2 separate regions of the Mus musculus genome follow, and region 1 is linked to region 2. Evidence: chromatin contacts called from public Hi-C data. All regions are on one chromosome and are shown on one strand. Each heading gives the region's core, a stretch centred on a gene start, on an enhancer-like site or on the middle of the called end of the contact. The rest is flanking DNA. Distances are from core to core; before and after follow the strand shown.

What was found. Hi-C and Micro-C count contacts between places; a contact is called where the count stands out from the background.
Region 1: a contact with region 2 is called in a Hi-C map of embryonic fibroblasts, with 2.7 times the contacts expected there. The contact joins the enhancer-like site here to the promoter of Bin3 in region 2. A contact is called at or near these places in 7 of 39 promoter capture datasets (the 3T3-L1 cell line, the C10 cell line, cranial neural crest and 3 more), 3 of 484 Hi-C or Micro-C datasets (brown adipocytes, embryonic fibroblasts and myocytes), 1 of 115 datasets of contacts at active chromatin or transcription factors (pancreatic cancer cells) and 1 of 9 other capture datasets (adipose tissue).

The regions. Positions count from the first base shown.
Region 1 is chr14:70,305,510-70,312,448 of GRCm38.p6, reverse strand. Slc39a14 (solute carrier family 39 (zinc transporter), member 14) reads left to right here. Exons shown (of 10, transcript NM_144808.4): 6 at 1,474-1,593; 7 at 2,178-2,366; 8 at 2,484-2,691; 9 at 3,615-3,799; 10 at 5,637-6,939. The coding sequence ends at 5,783. Among named protein-coding and RNA genes, the nearest start is that of Ppp3cc, 19 kb to the right of the region's middle. Within about 2 kb of position 3,633, at least 42 of the 459 cell types and tissues checked have an H3K27ac peak or open chromatin away from gene starts, as enhancers often do. A contact at or near this core is called in embryonic fibroblasts and pancreatic cancer cells, where this site is marked.
Region 2 is chr14:70,094,266-70,101,674 of GRCm38.p6, reverse strand. It overlaps Bin3 (bridging integrator 3), which reads right to left and starts at 1,582. Exons shown (of 9, transcript NM_021328.4): 1 at 1,479-1,582. The coding sequence starts at 1,486.

The sequences.
Region 1 (6,939 bases), core at 2,384-4,883, 210 kb before region 2:
CAGCCCTCTAAGGCGCGTGCTGCCTTAAACTGCAGGAAGAGAAATGTTTGCCCTTGAAGTCACTTGGGGTTCTCCTTCAGGAGGGTTAGCTCTTGTCTCTGTCCTGTTCCCAAGAGACCTGGAGTATATTTTTGGAGATAGCCTCACCTCATGGGTTTAGACTTGCTGTCTTCCTGCCTCCGTCTCCCAAGTACTGGGAATTGAGCCTGTTTTCTGTTAGAAACGACACAAACAGGTCATTGGATACTTGGCACCATAAACCAGGAGCCAGACTTAGGACAGCTCTCTGGCTACTCCCACCTTCTTTTACCCTTCCTTACTTAAGTGAAATTTCCAGAAAGAACTCAGAGCAGCATACCCCCCAGTCCATTCTTTTCAAAAATATTTTTATTTTGTTCTAGAGAAATGGAACCTTTGCTGGGCAGGCTGGCCTTAGAGTCCTGGGGTCCTCCCACCTCCTCCTCCTGAGTTTGGGAAACTGCAGGCTTGTGGAACTAGGCCTGGCTTTTATCCACCCCAAGATGCCTGCAGGGACAGAGCCTGCTTTTTTTGGTTTGTGGTCCTTTCAAGATTCTGTGGTCAGGACGATGCTGCAATTCTTGCTGTGGAACTAGAATGGATTTTCTCCTTTTAGCAATCGTAACTAAGCCACTTCCCGTTGTGTTTACGGGCAGATGAACCGAGGACAGTAGATGAGGCAAAAATAAACGCAGGTGGCCTCCCTTTATACGTGGAATTTGCTGACTAAGTGCTTTTGTGGCTAAGCACTAACAGAGATTAAGACAGCGTCCTCATTAAAAGGAGACAACCACCTTTTAATCCCCAGATCTGGGGAGGTAGAGGCAGGCTGACCTCTGTGAGTCTGAGGACAGCTTGGTCTATGTAGTGAGACCTAGTCAAAAAGAAAAGAAAAAGAAAGCAAGCAAGCCAAGTGGCCATGGTAGTTCCTGCCTATCATGCGACCCAGAATGCTTGCCGCTCTTCCCGCTCTTCCCGAGGCCCAGGGTTTGGCTCCCAGCGTGCACATGGCTCCCGGGTGGGTGCCTACAGCTCCAGGTTCAGGTGAACTGGCACCCTCCTCTGGCCTCCTCAGCCACCTACATGCATATTTGCAAACGCACACATTCACGTACACATAAATAAAAGTTAAGTAAATGTAAAATACATATAATAAAACCCTAAGAGCTGGAGATGTAGCTTAGTGGTAAGGTGATTGCCTAGCAAACCCAAGGTCCTGGATCCAAATGCCCAGGATCAGAAAAGCCTAAAGACAGCCTGCCTTTTGTATCCAAAGAGAATATGCAGGCACCAGGCTAGTGCTGGCGAGTCAGGGGAATGCAGAGGCTAGGTTTCTGCTGGCCGGAGAATGGGCAGCCAGCAGACTGCCCGTCTCCCAGAGTGGAGAGTGGTAAGCAGATGAGAGCCGCTGAAGGCTTATGTTTGTAAACTCATTCTGTTTTCCTGCGCCCACAGGCTTTTGGCTTCAACCCTCAGGACAATTACGTCTCCAAGTCTGCAGTGGTGTTTGGGGGTTTCTACCTTTTCTTTTTCACAGAAAAGATCCTGAAGATGCTCTTGAAGCAGAAAAACGAGGTGAGGCCCAGTTGTTAATGATGACCTATCCAGTGGAAAACCCTAACCTCGAAAACAAAAGTGCTGACGTGGGTCGGTGGGGTGTAGCAGCGCGTGACGGCGCTTGCAGAGCAAGCCTGGCATTCTCTCTATAGAGGACAGTAAAGAGGTTTGGTTACAAGCATCCAGGAACAGCTCTGACTGGTGTAGCTCCTGTATAAGAGGCCTCCTGTCGCTGGCATGGGGTCACTGCCTGTTAGAGTTGAATGAAGTGGCCATCTTAAAAGAGCAACCTAAGAACTTAGAGTAGTGGTCACCTCACTGGATTGGGTGACAGCAGGAGACTTCTTTGCCTACTAGAAAGTCCCTGTCTTTGTATGTGTTGCCACCGGCTATACCAATTTCTCTACGTCCCTGTGTGTGACCTGCTCAGTTTCCTTGGATATAGGAATAAGCTCTTCCCCAGCCTTGGCGTGCTTCCTCCAAGTGGTGGGCGCCGGGCTGGGCTGGGCTGGGCTGGGCTGGGCTGGGCTGGGCTGGGCTGGGCTGGGCTGGGCTGGGCTGGCAGTTTTGATCAGTAACACTGCTCACTCTTCCTACCCTAGCACCATCACGGGCATAACCATTTTACCTCCGAGACACTTCCTTCCAAGAAGGACCAGGAGGAGGGTGTGACCGAGAAGCTACAGAACGGGGACCTGGATCACATGATCCCTCAGCACTGCAACAGCGAGCTGGATGGCAAGGCGCCTGGCACGGACGAGAAGGTCATTGTCAACTCCATGTCTGTGCAGGTCAGCAGCCCTGAGTGCCCCCGGGGAAGCCTCGACACAGAAGCCACGCCTTTGTGAGTCAGGCTCTCCGGAGGTCACTCTGTAACCTGAAGTCCACTGGTGTGTCCTTTCTCATAGGACCTGCAGGCATCCCAGAGTGCTTGCTACTGGCTCAAGGGGGTCCGCTACTCTGATATCGGGACCTTGGCCTGGATGATCACCCTGAGCGATGGGCTCCACAATTTCATCGATGGCCTGGCTATTGGTGCCTCCTTCACTGTGTCTGTCTTCCAAGGCATCAGCACGTCAGTGGCCATTCTCTGTGAGGAATTCCCTCATGAGCTGGGTGAGTGCTTAGTCCCTGTCCCCGTGTTCCAGCTGTCTCAGTTTTTGTCTGAGACACCGAGACACCCTTCTTGCATCACATCCCTGCTGCTCCTCCCACCTCCACCACAGCACTCACTGAATTAACGCCCTGTCTCGCTAACTCTGGAATTATAACAGTGGAGCATAGCTTAGAACTATAGAGGTTCTTACAGGGAGATTTTTATCCCATGAGCCCTGTGTCCTGTGGCTTAATTTTCCCACCTGTATAGCATGATTAATACCTACACCTGCCTTTTAGAATCATCAAGGGGATTATAGGCAAACAAATGTTGAAAAGGACTTGCCAGGTGCCACACAGTATTGTGGCTACTCAGTAAAGATCCCCTCTTTATGTCCTGCATCCTGTAGAAGCTAGAAAGCATGTCATGTGAATGAAGCAGAAAAGCCAGCGCCTAGGGGTGCGTGTAGTTTTATCAAGGGAGTCTAAGAAGCCATGACTCAGGACCCAGTGACAACACGGGCTCCTAACTTTGGCATTTATTGGCTTGAGCACTAATTTCTCCCTCTCTCAAGTCTGGTCCTGACCGTGCCATCCGTTAGGAGACAGGGAGCTATTTTCATTTCACCATCAGTCAAAAAAGAAGTGAGGATGTTGCTGGTTGGTTATAGACATTTAAAGTCCTGTGGATTATTTTCAGCCTCTGTGTGGGGAGCGATGAGGCCGGTGCTGGTTGCTTATGTTCTTCCAGAAGTCTATGAGGGCTTTGCAGCCTCTGTGCTGCGAGGTCATGGCCAGGATTGGAAGATGGGTGTGCCTTTATCCCAATACCACCTGAGAATGAGATTTTCACCCGCACATGCTTCACCCGTAGCTGAAGCAGTCCCATTCATTAGTGTCGTGCGTCCTGACTCAGCCCGCTTCCTGTTCTCATGCCATTGCAGGAGACTTCGTCATCCTGCTCAATGCTGGCATGAGCATCCAGCAGGCTCTCTTCTTCAACTTCCTCTCTGCCTGCTGCTGCTATTTGGGTCTGGCCTTTGGCATCCTGGCTGGCAGCCACTTCTCTGCAAACTGGATTTTTGCACTGGCTGGAGGAATGTTCTTGTATATTGCCCTAGCCGATATGGTAAGTGCTGTGGTTTCTGGTTGCCTCTTGGACAGGAGGGCAGCTAAAGGCCACACGTTCGGGTGTGTTTGGTTTTTAATTCTTTACATTGATATGTGTGTAGATGCGTGATAATTCTCATGGGAAACAACTTGTGGGACTTGGTTCTCTTTATGTCATGGGTTCCTAAGATGGGACTAGGCACCTAATGCTCTGTCACACGGAGCCATCTTGTCAGCCCAAGATTTTGTTTTTTGTATTGGCTTTATTGAAGTCTCTTTCACACTCAACCCAATTCACTGATTTTAAGAAGTAACAATTCAGGGTTAGAGAGATGGCTCAGCTGTTAAGAGCACTGGCTGCTCTTGAAGAGAACCCAGGTTTGATTCCTAGCTACAGTCCCAGGGGATCCTACTTCTTGTGTTCCACAAGGGCCCAAGCATCCATGTGGTACACAGACATACAGGCAGCTAAAGCACCTACATATAGCATACACGCATCGAATAAATTTTTTAAATCTAAAATGATATAATAATCTGACCTTTTCAATGCAGCATTCGGGGTTTTTGTTTGGGTTTGCATGAGACAAGAGTCTCACTCTGTAGCCCAGGCTGGTCTCAAAGTCATTGCAGCCCTGCCCCTACCCACCAGATGTTGGGCAGACAGGTGTAAACTACTATACCCAGAAGTCATTGGGTTTTAAAGGGAGAACTTTGGTCTCTCTATTAGCATTTCACTATAGAAAATTGACCATACTCAGGCTAGGGTCCTTATTTCAGTTTGATGGAAAAGGTGTGCTGTGTAGACAGAAAGAAAAGAGGGAGTGAGAAAGAAAAGGCATCACTTAGACTTTTGTCTACCACAAGTTAATGGTAACCTTATGGATGTCCTTTTAAGTTTTAATTAATAAGTTCATATATAAGTGCTGTATTTATATCATTTACCTCCCCCCAACTCCTGTGGCCCCCACCACCACCTTGCTCCCTCTCAAATGCACAGTCTTTTCTCTCTAATTATTATTGAGAGATATAAGAATACACATATAGGGCTGGCAAGATGGCTCAGCAAGTAAGAGCACTAACTGCTCTTCTGAAGGTCCTGAGTTCAAATCCCAGCAACCACATGGTGGCTCACAACCACCTGTAATGAGACCTGACGCCCTTTTCTGGTGTGTCTGAAGACAGCTACGGTGACTTATGTAATATAATATAATAATATAATATAATAATAATAATAAGTAAACCTTAGGGTCAGAGCAAGCAGGGACTGAGTGAGCGGAGTTGACCAGAATGAGCAGAGGTCCTAAAAAATTCAATTCCCGACAACCACATGAAGGCTCACATCCATCTGTACAGCTACAGTGTACTCATATACATGAAGTAAATAATAATAAAAATCTTTTAAAAAAAAGAATGCACATACACACACACATATATATAATATACAAACTTCCAAGTCCATTTGATGTTGCTCGTCTGTACATATGTACTGGATTCCCAATCAGGGAGCTTATCCCTGAGGAAGACTGGCTTCTCTGCATCTGAGTAGTCACTAACTAATTGTCTATAACTCTTCATTTAGGGGCGGGGCTTTGTGAGGTTTCCCCAGCCCACGCTGACACATCATCTGGTGTCTGCATTGTTTGGGTCTTGTTTAGGCAGCCATATTGTTGAGAGCTACAGAGAATGGTCAAAGATAACACCCTCCCCCCCAGTGACCTCCTTAACTCCAGAAAAGTCCCCAGAACTACCAAAAACATCCTTCCAAAAATACGGTCCACCACTTGAGAACCAGACATCACAGTGATTGGGACAATGTTAACAGAATCTGTAACTCATTTTTTTCTCTTCCTTCTCAGTTCCCTGAGATGAATGAAGTCTGCCAGGAGGATGAGAAGAACGACAGCTTTCTGGTCCCCTTTGTCATCCAGAATCTTGGCCTCCTAACCGGCTTCTCCATTATGCTGGTCCTCACAATGTATTCAGGGCAGATTCAGATCGGGTAGGACCCTGCCATTGGGGAGCCAGTGGCATTGGACATCGGGCTCTGGGCCCCCATCTGGTCCCCGGCCCGAGGACTCAGCATCCACGAAGCATCATGGAAAAGGCAGCTCTTTAAAAACTGGCACAGACTTGTCTGCCTGCATTCAGATGTCATCTGTTTCAAATGCTCTGTCCTAGGAAGAAGCTGCCCTGGGAATCTCTAGGTAGTGCCTCGAACCGTTGTCTCCCGACCCTTTCCACTGATGATTCTGGAGCTGAAACGCCACATGTAGGACACGCCTCCCTTTTCCTTCTGGCCACCCTCCTCCCTTTCTCTTGGAAGAAGCACTGAGAGATGTGGAATCTTTTACAATGTAAAAATGAAGCCAGTGGTCATGGTTTGGTTAGAAGTATCAGTGTGGCTTCCAGCTTTGGGGCCTGTGATTCTAAATGTGTGTACCCAGGATTTCAGGTCGGTCCATTTTGGCATGGGTTCTCATGTTTTTACAGAGAAGAGGGCAGAAGACAAGACTCCTGTGTTTTTCAGTCTGTTAACTGTTCTCTGAAAAGGCTGACTTTCCGATGAGTATGGCAGGCAGAGGGGCAGGGGATTGCCTGAGTGAGGAGGGGGTAGAACTAGTGATGGATGTCCTGTCTCCTTGGTGCTCGGTTTCCACCAGGATGCTGCGTGCAGGTTGCTTGCAGCATCTGGAGTCACATAATCATCCAGGCGAGCCACTGTGGGCATTCTCTGGCGTGGCAAGAGGTCTGCTAAATCAGTTGTTTTTGCCCTGATCCTCACGCCTTCCTATTGCTTTCTTTTTCTAGTTAACTTTGTAGATGCCTCACGGGGAGCACGGTCAGAGCACATTTAAAGGTTTTTGCATAGGAGGGAAACTGCACAAATCAGTCTCCCCTGGTCAAGACCTCTGCCAGTAGAACCTGACTCATAGAATCAGGACACAGTTGTTTATGCCTTTTTGTGACCAAGGTGATTGGGAATGGAGTCATTGCAGGCCAGACTTAGGACTTGCTAATTGCAGAAATAATAGTTGAATACCATGGGACTCTGGACCTTGAGGTCAATTCTTGAGGTCAGGACTGCAGACGTCATTGCTGCCAATGGGTTTTAAAGGACACCATCTAGCTACCACTTCCTCCCCGGTCCCAGACAACAAG
Region 2 (7,409 bases), core at 333-2,832:
TGATGCTTAAAAGAAACGACTCTGCTTCAGGAGATTTCCCTTTAGCAAAGGGAACTGAGGAAGTGCCCCTTGACCTGTCACTAGCTAAGCTGTAACAAGATGGGGAAGTTAGCTTTTAGGGGTTCCAGCTTTCTGTGGGCCTCTTGGAGGAAGAGGTTGAGGGGAAATGAGTATCTCCTGCTGAGGCTTATTAGAGCTTCGCGGGTGTGTGTGTGTGTGTGTGTGTGTGTGTGTTCTGTTCCCTGCTTCTCCAGCTGTCTGACATTTGTCCACCAATTAACCTCAGTCTGAGAAGCAGGTGGAGGAAGGGGCAGAAGTGGTTTACACTGTACATTAGAAAGCTATCCTTGACATTGACTGACATTAGCTGCTTGTGGCGAAAGCTTGGTCTCCACTGGTGGTCAAGTGTGAAAGCCTTCTCAGAGGGTGTCTAGCTAATTTCATTCATTCATAGCTGATTATCATGCACTTATTTTGCATAACAGACTGGGCTCTGAGCAAGTCCAGCCCCCTACATTAATGCACCTTGGGATCTAAAGAGGGCTGATTAATCTCATACTTCCTTGGAGGCCAATTTATTCATACAAATGCATTGTAAACAGTTAGGAGTTTGAGTGGGGACCATGGACACACAGGCTCTTGGGCCTAATGGTAAAGACATTGACAGCCTTTAAAGAAGCCCTAGGAAGACAGAAAATTTATGACTTTTCATCTGCACGTAAAAACAAAAACAAAAACCCCAGAGCAACAATTAAGGACCAGCTTTTGGGGAAAGAGGACCTTCCACATTAGGCTAATCACAAACAGGAAGTATCCACCGTGAGCTCCCCCCACCCCCATCTGCAGCTGTGACATTCCAGCTCTATGGCTCCTTGGTTTGACGATCCCCATAAAGTTTAAGCTATGTCTATCTTAGAGAGAGGGCAGTGGGGTCACAGCCCTGGAAAGATTCAAACAGTCCAATCACACATTAAATGTGTGTGTGTGTGTGTGTGTGTGTGTGTGTGTGTGTGGTGCAATTCTGATCCTTCCCATGTGAGAATCAACTTTTACATTTTTAAAAAGAATTTCGTCTTTTGAGGCACTGTTAGGTGATGTTATTCCAGTTGTCTGAAAGCAGCTGGATTTTGGTCACAGAACTGTGCCTAGTCTGCCTCAATGAGCAACACAGCTCCGGAGCAGATAAGCGCGGTGTAGAGATGCCCACGGGAGCGAAGGAGGACACTGACTCCACCTCAATGGATAGCTGAGAGAAGAGGGAAGAGGGACTCCTCACGCCAAGGAGGTGAAAGGAAATGCGATGGGAGAAAGGGCAGGCAACAGGGATCAGACGCGGGTCCAAGGCTAAGGGATCCTCCTCGGGAGTCTGGCCGAGAGATGGAGCCTCCGGGAGAGCACCGAGGAGGCTCCCGGAACCGCTTAGGAGCAGGGCTGTCGGGCCGCCCTGGCTCCAGCCGACGCCACCCGGCCTCACTCACCAGCTCATGGTCCTAAACCCACGCCGACTGCCGGGGTCCTCGGTAGAAAAGTAGGTTCTCGAGGATCACTTCCGGATTCGGCCAGTCTCCAGGAAGTGATGAGGGACACGCCCCCTTATGCCCGGAAGAGGCGGGAGGGAGGCGGGCCCACGCGTTAACACTTTGTTCTCTTGTTGTTTGAGGCGGACTTTCTTTGCGGGACGTGGTTGCGCTCCGGCCCTGCTTTTAAGGCTCTGTGCGTAGAACCCATCACGGGCTGCAGTTTCTGTCTGATATGGGGTTTCTAACTCGGAGACACAAGCGGCGACAGGGGAAGGAGCTAGAGGAGACACAGTAGACGGGAAGCTTGCGCTTTGCTCTACACACTTTCGTATTGAAAATGTTGCATGTCTCACCTACATCACCTGGGTCCCCTCCCCCCTCTTCAAGAAGGTTCGGGGTTCGAATGGAAACAGAGTTAAGTGCTTTTCAGGGTGGACTAGTCTGTGAAGCTATTCAATGAGGGAAGATTCAGAAAGCCCGGTGTGATGACAGACAGGTATCTGCAATCCCCGAATTCTGGAGGTTGAGGCAGGGAGAGGTCATGAGTTCGAGGCTAATGTTGACAACATGGCCCATCTGGGCTTCACAATCAATCCAGTCTTAAGAGAAAACAATACACCAAAGCCTAGCAAACAAAACAACAACAACAGGAGTAGAAGGCCTCGGCAATGTTAGGAAAAATCCTAACAAGTTGCTGGACAGGCTGTTAGGGGCCCCTGGAGCTGTGCATGGGGTTTTAGAAGAATAAGATCTAAGCAAACAGCTTGCATTGGGCCTCAGAATTCAGAGCCCCAGTGTACCACAAACTACCTAGAGTTATACGCTGAACCGAGTTTCTCTGCCCAAGTTCCTGCTTTAGAAGCCAGAAACTCAAGCAGAGAGAACCGTTCCAATCCTCTCTCCTGACCTCTCTAGGACTTCGCTTTCTTCAAATGTACCTGGAGGGTTGTAGGCACAGCCAGGGGAGCAGCTAAGTCCCTATGACCTAGAGCAGAGGTATATACAACGTGTCCCAAATTCCCAGGGCCCAGGGGCTCAGAGGAGGAGGAACAAGGGATGGCTTTTAGTTTTAAAAAGGCTTTCCAATAGGAGGTGGCTCCCTCAAGACATGTCACAGACCATCACCATGCTATTTCTTCAGGAAATAAGTAAGCAGGAGCAAAGGAGTGGTCTTGAAGAGAATAGAAGACCCAGAATCCTTGACAAACAGCTGAGGCAGAGAGCATGGGTTGGGAGAGTCTTGCAGCTTTGTATGGGGTGAGATGAATGGAAACACTGTGTGATTGTGAGTCTCTTGGTGTTCCAGCACTTGTGGATGGCTCTGCCCCATTTCCCCCTGCCCCATACTCAGCCTCCCTCAGACATCGTCTGTGGTGAGCAATATTTTCAAAAGTTCTAGCCTAGGACTGTGTATATCGAGAGAAGTCTGTTTGGGGGCTGTTGGTTGGAGTAGCTGACACATTTTGCAGGACAAGAATGGATGAGATCTGGACCAAGGGAAGAACTCAGGGCTCTAGTCCCATCTTTGGCAGCATGATCAATTTCACAAAAATCATGTCCCTTCTCTGGGCCTTGACTCCTCATCTATCAGAAGTGGGGATGGATAATACTGCTGATGAATCCCCTCTCAGTCAATTTCCAAGTGCACTGTTATATTAGTTCTCAACCTCCCTAGAGCTTCAACCCTTTAATATAGTTCCTCACGTTTTGGTGACCCCCAACCATAAAATTATCTTTGTTGCTATTTCAAAACTGTAATTTTGCTACTGTTATGAATTGTAATGTGAATGTCTGATGTGCAGGACCTGTAAACGGGTCATGACCCATCATAGCTTGAGAACCACTGATCTAGAGGCTCTTGGGAAATGGGACAGAGAAGAAAGACCTTGGAACAGAGAGGCAAGCCCAGAGAAACGAGCAGGTCTGAGCAATTGTTGATGTCTGAGGGTGAAGCTAAATCTGAATCTTCAGGGAGAGCTGAGGCCTAACTGGGGCTGTTTGTTTATTGCCCACCTCAGACTTTAACATAATCAGCAGGGTCTTCTAGGATACTGGGGAGAATGCTGGCTTCCTAGGGTTTGCCTGGGAAGTGTCTGGAGGTCTCTGAGGTTAACATAGCCTTCCTTCCTTTCAGCAAGTAGGGCCTTAGGTTTAGGGTTGTGTATACCTTGAAGCTTCTCTCTGTGAACTTCCCTGTGAGGTAGCATGCACACATCTAGCATACATGGTCTGCAGGACTGGAAGCTATATCTTGCCTTTCTATAACCAAAGGGCAGTACAATGCAGGCTGATCATGCCTCTTTGGGGATGGAAAGGAACAGGGTCAGTTTAGAAGTAGAGGCTGGGAGTTGGAAGGGCTTCAGGTAGAGGTGATGCTCCCGACTGCAAGCCTAGTTAGTAATCATTGCTTCTTCCCCAGATGGCAGATGGCAGGGGTCTATTTGATGAACAAAGCTATTGAAGAACTGATCTACTGTTCCCCTGACCTCTTCCCCAGAGTCTTTAACTCAGAAACTTATGCACAAATGCTCCCCATGGGGCCTTGTCTCAGAATATGTTACATCTTGCTTTGTCCCAGGCTTTCCCATATGAAGTTTAGGGCTGGCTAACTCTTTCAGGAAGCCCTGAGAGGCTCCTGAAATAGACCAAGATCCAGACTTTCAATGTTCTCCATGGATTCCTCGTCTTGCTTCACCATGCTTTTCACTTGCTTAGAAGGGTACCACTAAATCAGGGTTCCCTGAGAATTCAAGAGCCAAGGGCATGGAATGGCAAGCAAAGGTGGCAGAAGACAAAGGTGTCAGAGTAAAAATTTATGGAGGATGGGAGGCCCACATTGACTACTTAAAAGTCAGAGTGAAGGGTCATATCTGAAACCAGGCTGACAAACAACAATATGGACTAGGAATACCCACTAGGCCTTGACTCTGCTTCCAAGGGGTTGAGAGCTACTACTTTCTTCCAATGGGCTTTATCTTCCTTGACCACAATGTAAAGACTCCAGTCTAAATCAGGTTTGACAAATGAGTGTCACACCATATGCCAATTTTGATTGTTTATTATTAGCTGCCTTGAATACTATATTGAGGATTCTGGAGACTCACTCTGTGAGTCTGGTGAAGACATACAGTGATGGATTAGTAATGTCTGCTATGAATGAGCAAAGGGGTTAAGATGGTATGTGTGCTGTCTTATTTTGTTATTTTGACAAATAGTTAATAATCAACTATGCAAGCCATGCCATATATTATTCTAGGTGACCAATATATAACAATGCTGTGAGGTAGGTGATGCTGTCACTGTTGTCATCTTACAGGTATGAAGCACAGCCATGGAGTGATGAAGGAGAATTCCAACCTGGGCATCCTAGCTCTTTTTCTGCTTCTTTAACCACTTGAGCATATCACCTCTCCTTAATGAGTTCCAAAGTTCTTACCACCTCTGACTGTCTTTAGCTCTGTCAAGGTACAGTGGGCTCCCAGACTTGCATTTGGAGCCAGAAGGAGTGTCAGTACTGAAGGGCGAGCCCATTACCAAAGCCCCTAACCAAGAGCACTTTAATATGCTTCCTGCCCTTTGGCAAGCTGGCACCAGCAGATGGCAGCACCTGGTAGGGTGAGAGCAAAGGGCACCTCCTGACTCAGCCTGGAAGACCTTCAGGGAGCCCATAATCCAGATGTCAAGGGAAGCCAGGGCAAACAAGGGTGCAGAGGAAGTTTAGCCAGGGTATCAAGGAGTAGGGCTTCAGACTTTAGATCTGCAGGAAGCCCCCCCTCCTCCAGCCAATGCTTTGATTCCACCCAGCAGTGGGAGCCTCTCAGCTTGCATTTCATGGTGCTTTGCTGTGGGCTCCCCCCCCCCTTCCTCCACTCTGGAAGAATGACTAAGTTTAAGGACTAAAAAAAAAGTGTTTTGATTACACTGCCTTTTCACCAACTGGGAGCATTAGTCACCCCGGATTGCTGCAGATAACGGGGAAGGCGAGCAGCGTCCCCCTCCTCCCCCTCCTTCTCTCCAATTAGCTCACAGGCCCAGGGAAGAGATGAGTGAGTGAGTGAGAGAGAGGAAAGAGAGAGGGAGGGGGGAGGGGGAGGGGAGGAGAGAGAGAGACAGAGAGAGAGAGAGAGAGAGAGAGAGAGAGAGAGAGAGAGAGATCAGGAGCAAAACAATCGCTTCTGGATGATCCCCAGGCACTGGGGTGAGAGGTGCCAGATGAAAGCAGGGGAGACCCCTGAGGTAGGGCTCAACCCACAGCTGTAGGTTCTCACTGTACACAGCTATCTCAAGGGTATTAAGCCATGGCCAGCTGGCCCTGAGAGGCCTACTTCCCCAGGTAGGTCCAGTGTATACTGGGAATGGAAGCTGGAGGTAAACCAATAAAGACAGGACTTCTGAGGTGGGGACCCTGGTGGGAATGCTGTTAAGGTGACACACAGTAAGACTAACTGTTCCTGGATGGGGCTCTGAGGCCTTCATCCAGAGCTGGAATTTGCTGTTGGAAGAGGCAGCACTCACACACTATTCTCTGGACCAGCAGCAACCCCCCACCCCCACCCCCCAAGAGCAGTATCTACTGTGTTTGGCTGATTTTACCTGAACTTTTTTCTGCTCCTGCCTTGTTGCTGAGAAGCTATAGGGCTAGGACATTCTCCTGCTCTGGCCTATTGGTCCAGGGGAGCAGCTTTGGGCCTTGTGGTAAGGGCTGACTTTGGGAATCCTGGCCTCTTGGCGTAGATTTGTAGCCCATCCCTCCCATTCGGAAAGAAGTGGCTTTGAGTGGCCTTTCACATAGTAGGGCCATGGACACTTGTGTGAAGAATTTTAAACACTTGGCTACACACCATTTTAAATGCTAAAAATACTGGAAAAGGCAGAAACAGGGCGTTTATTCAACTTCCCCCAGGAGCAGGGTTTCGGTTACACAGTCATTGCAAAGACGGATTCGGTTTTGGACGGTTAACATCCACAAGCGTTAGGTATCCTCTGGCCTCCAGAACTTACAAGGCACTGCTTTGGAATGAATAGGGTTGAAAGAGACAGAAGCAGGTTTTCTTAGAACAGTTATTCTCAACCTTTCTAAAGCTGTGACCATTTTATATAGTTCCTCATGTTCCAGTGACCACCACCGCGCCCCCAAGCCATAAAATTATCTTTGCTGCTACTTTATAACTGTAGTTTTGCTACTGTTATGTTTATTACTATTATATTATGTAAATATCTGATATGTAAGATACCTGATATGTGACCCCTGTGAAAGGGTTGTTTGACCTGCAGGGGTCACGACCTACAGGTGGAGAACCACTGTGTTACCAGGCAGTGTCTAGGAATCTCTCCTGGTTTTGCTTTTCCGAGTGTCTTTAGTCTGGTATATGAAAGCTTTGCACCCTTGCTGAGCCTTCTACAGTTCCCAATAACCATAATTACCATTGGGGAGTCTTGGTAGCAGCAGGCAACCAAGTCATTCTCTATATATTAGATAATATACCATGCATAGTGGTTCAGCAATGCGTTTCTTCTATTCCCTTTTTATAAAGATGGGGGAAACTGAGATTAAATTGATTATCTAAGGCTATAGACTTGACCATGAGGACATGCACTGACTAAATTACCTTGGGTTACAAAAGAAATAGCCAATGGCATTGATGGAAGATTCCCTCTCAAACACTGAGCCTTGCTAGTGTCCTGATGAAGGTGGGCTGACAAGGTAAAGTCCCTCTTGCTTGGTGGCTGTACCTCCCATTGGCCAGCTTGAAGATGGAGTTCCCTGATATCAGAAGACAGCTCATGTTTTGAGCTGATAATGGTGGAATGAATTAGTTCTTAGACTTTTGTCCCTGACTAGGGCCCCGTTCCCCCTCAGATGAAGCCATTGGATGTTCTAGGTGAGCC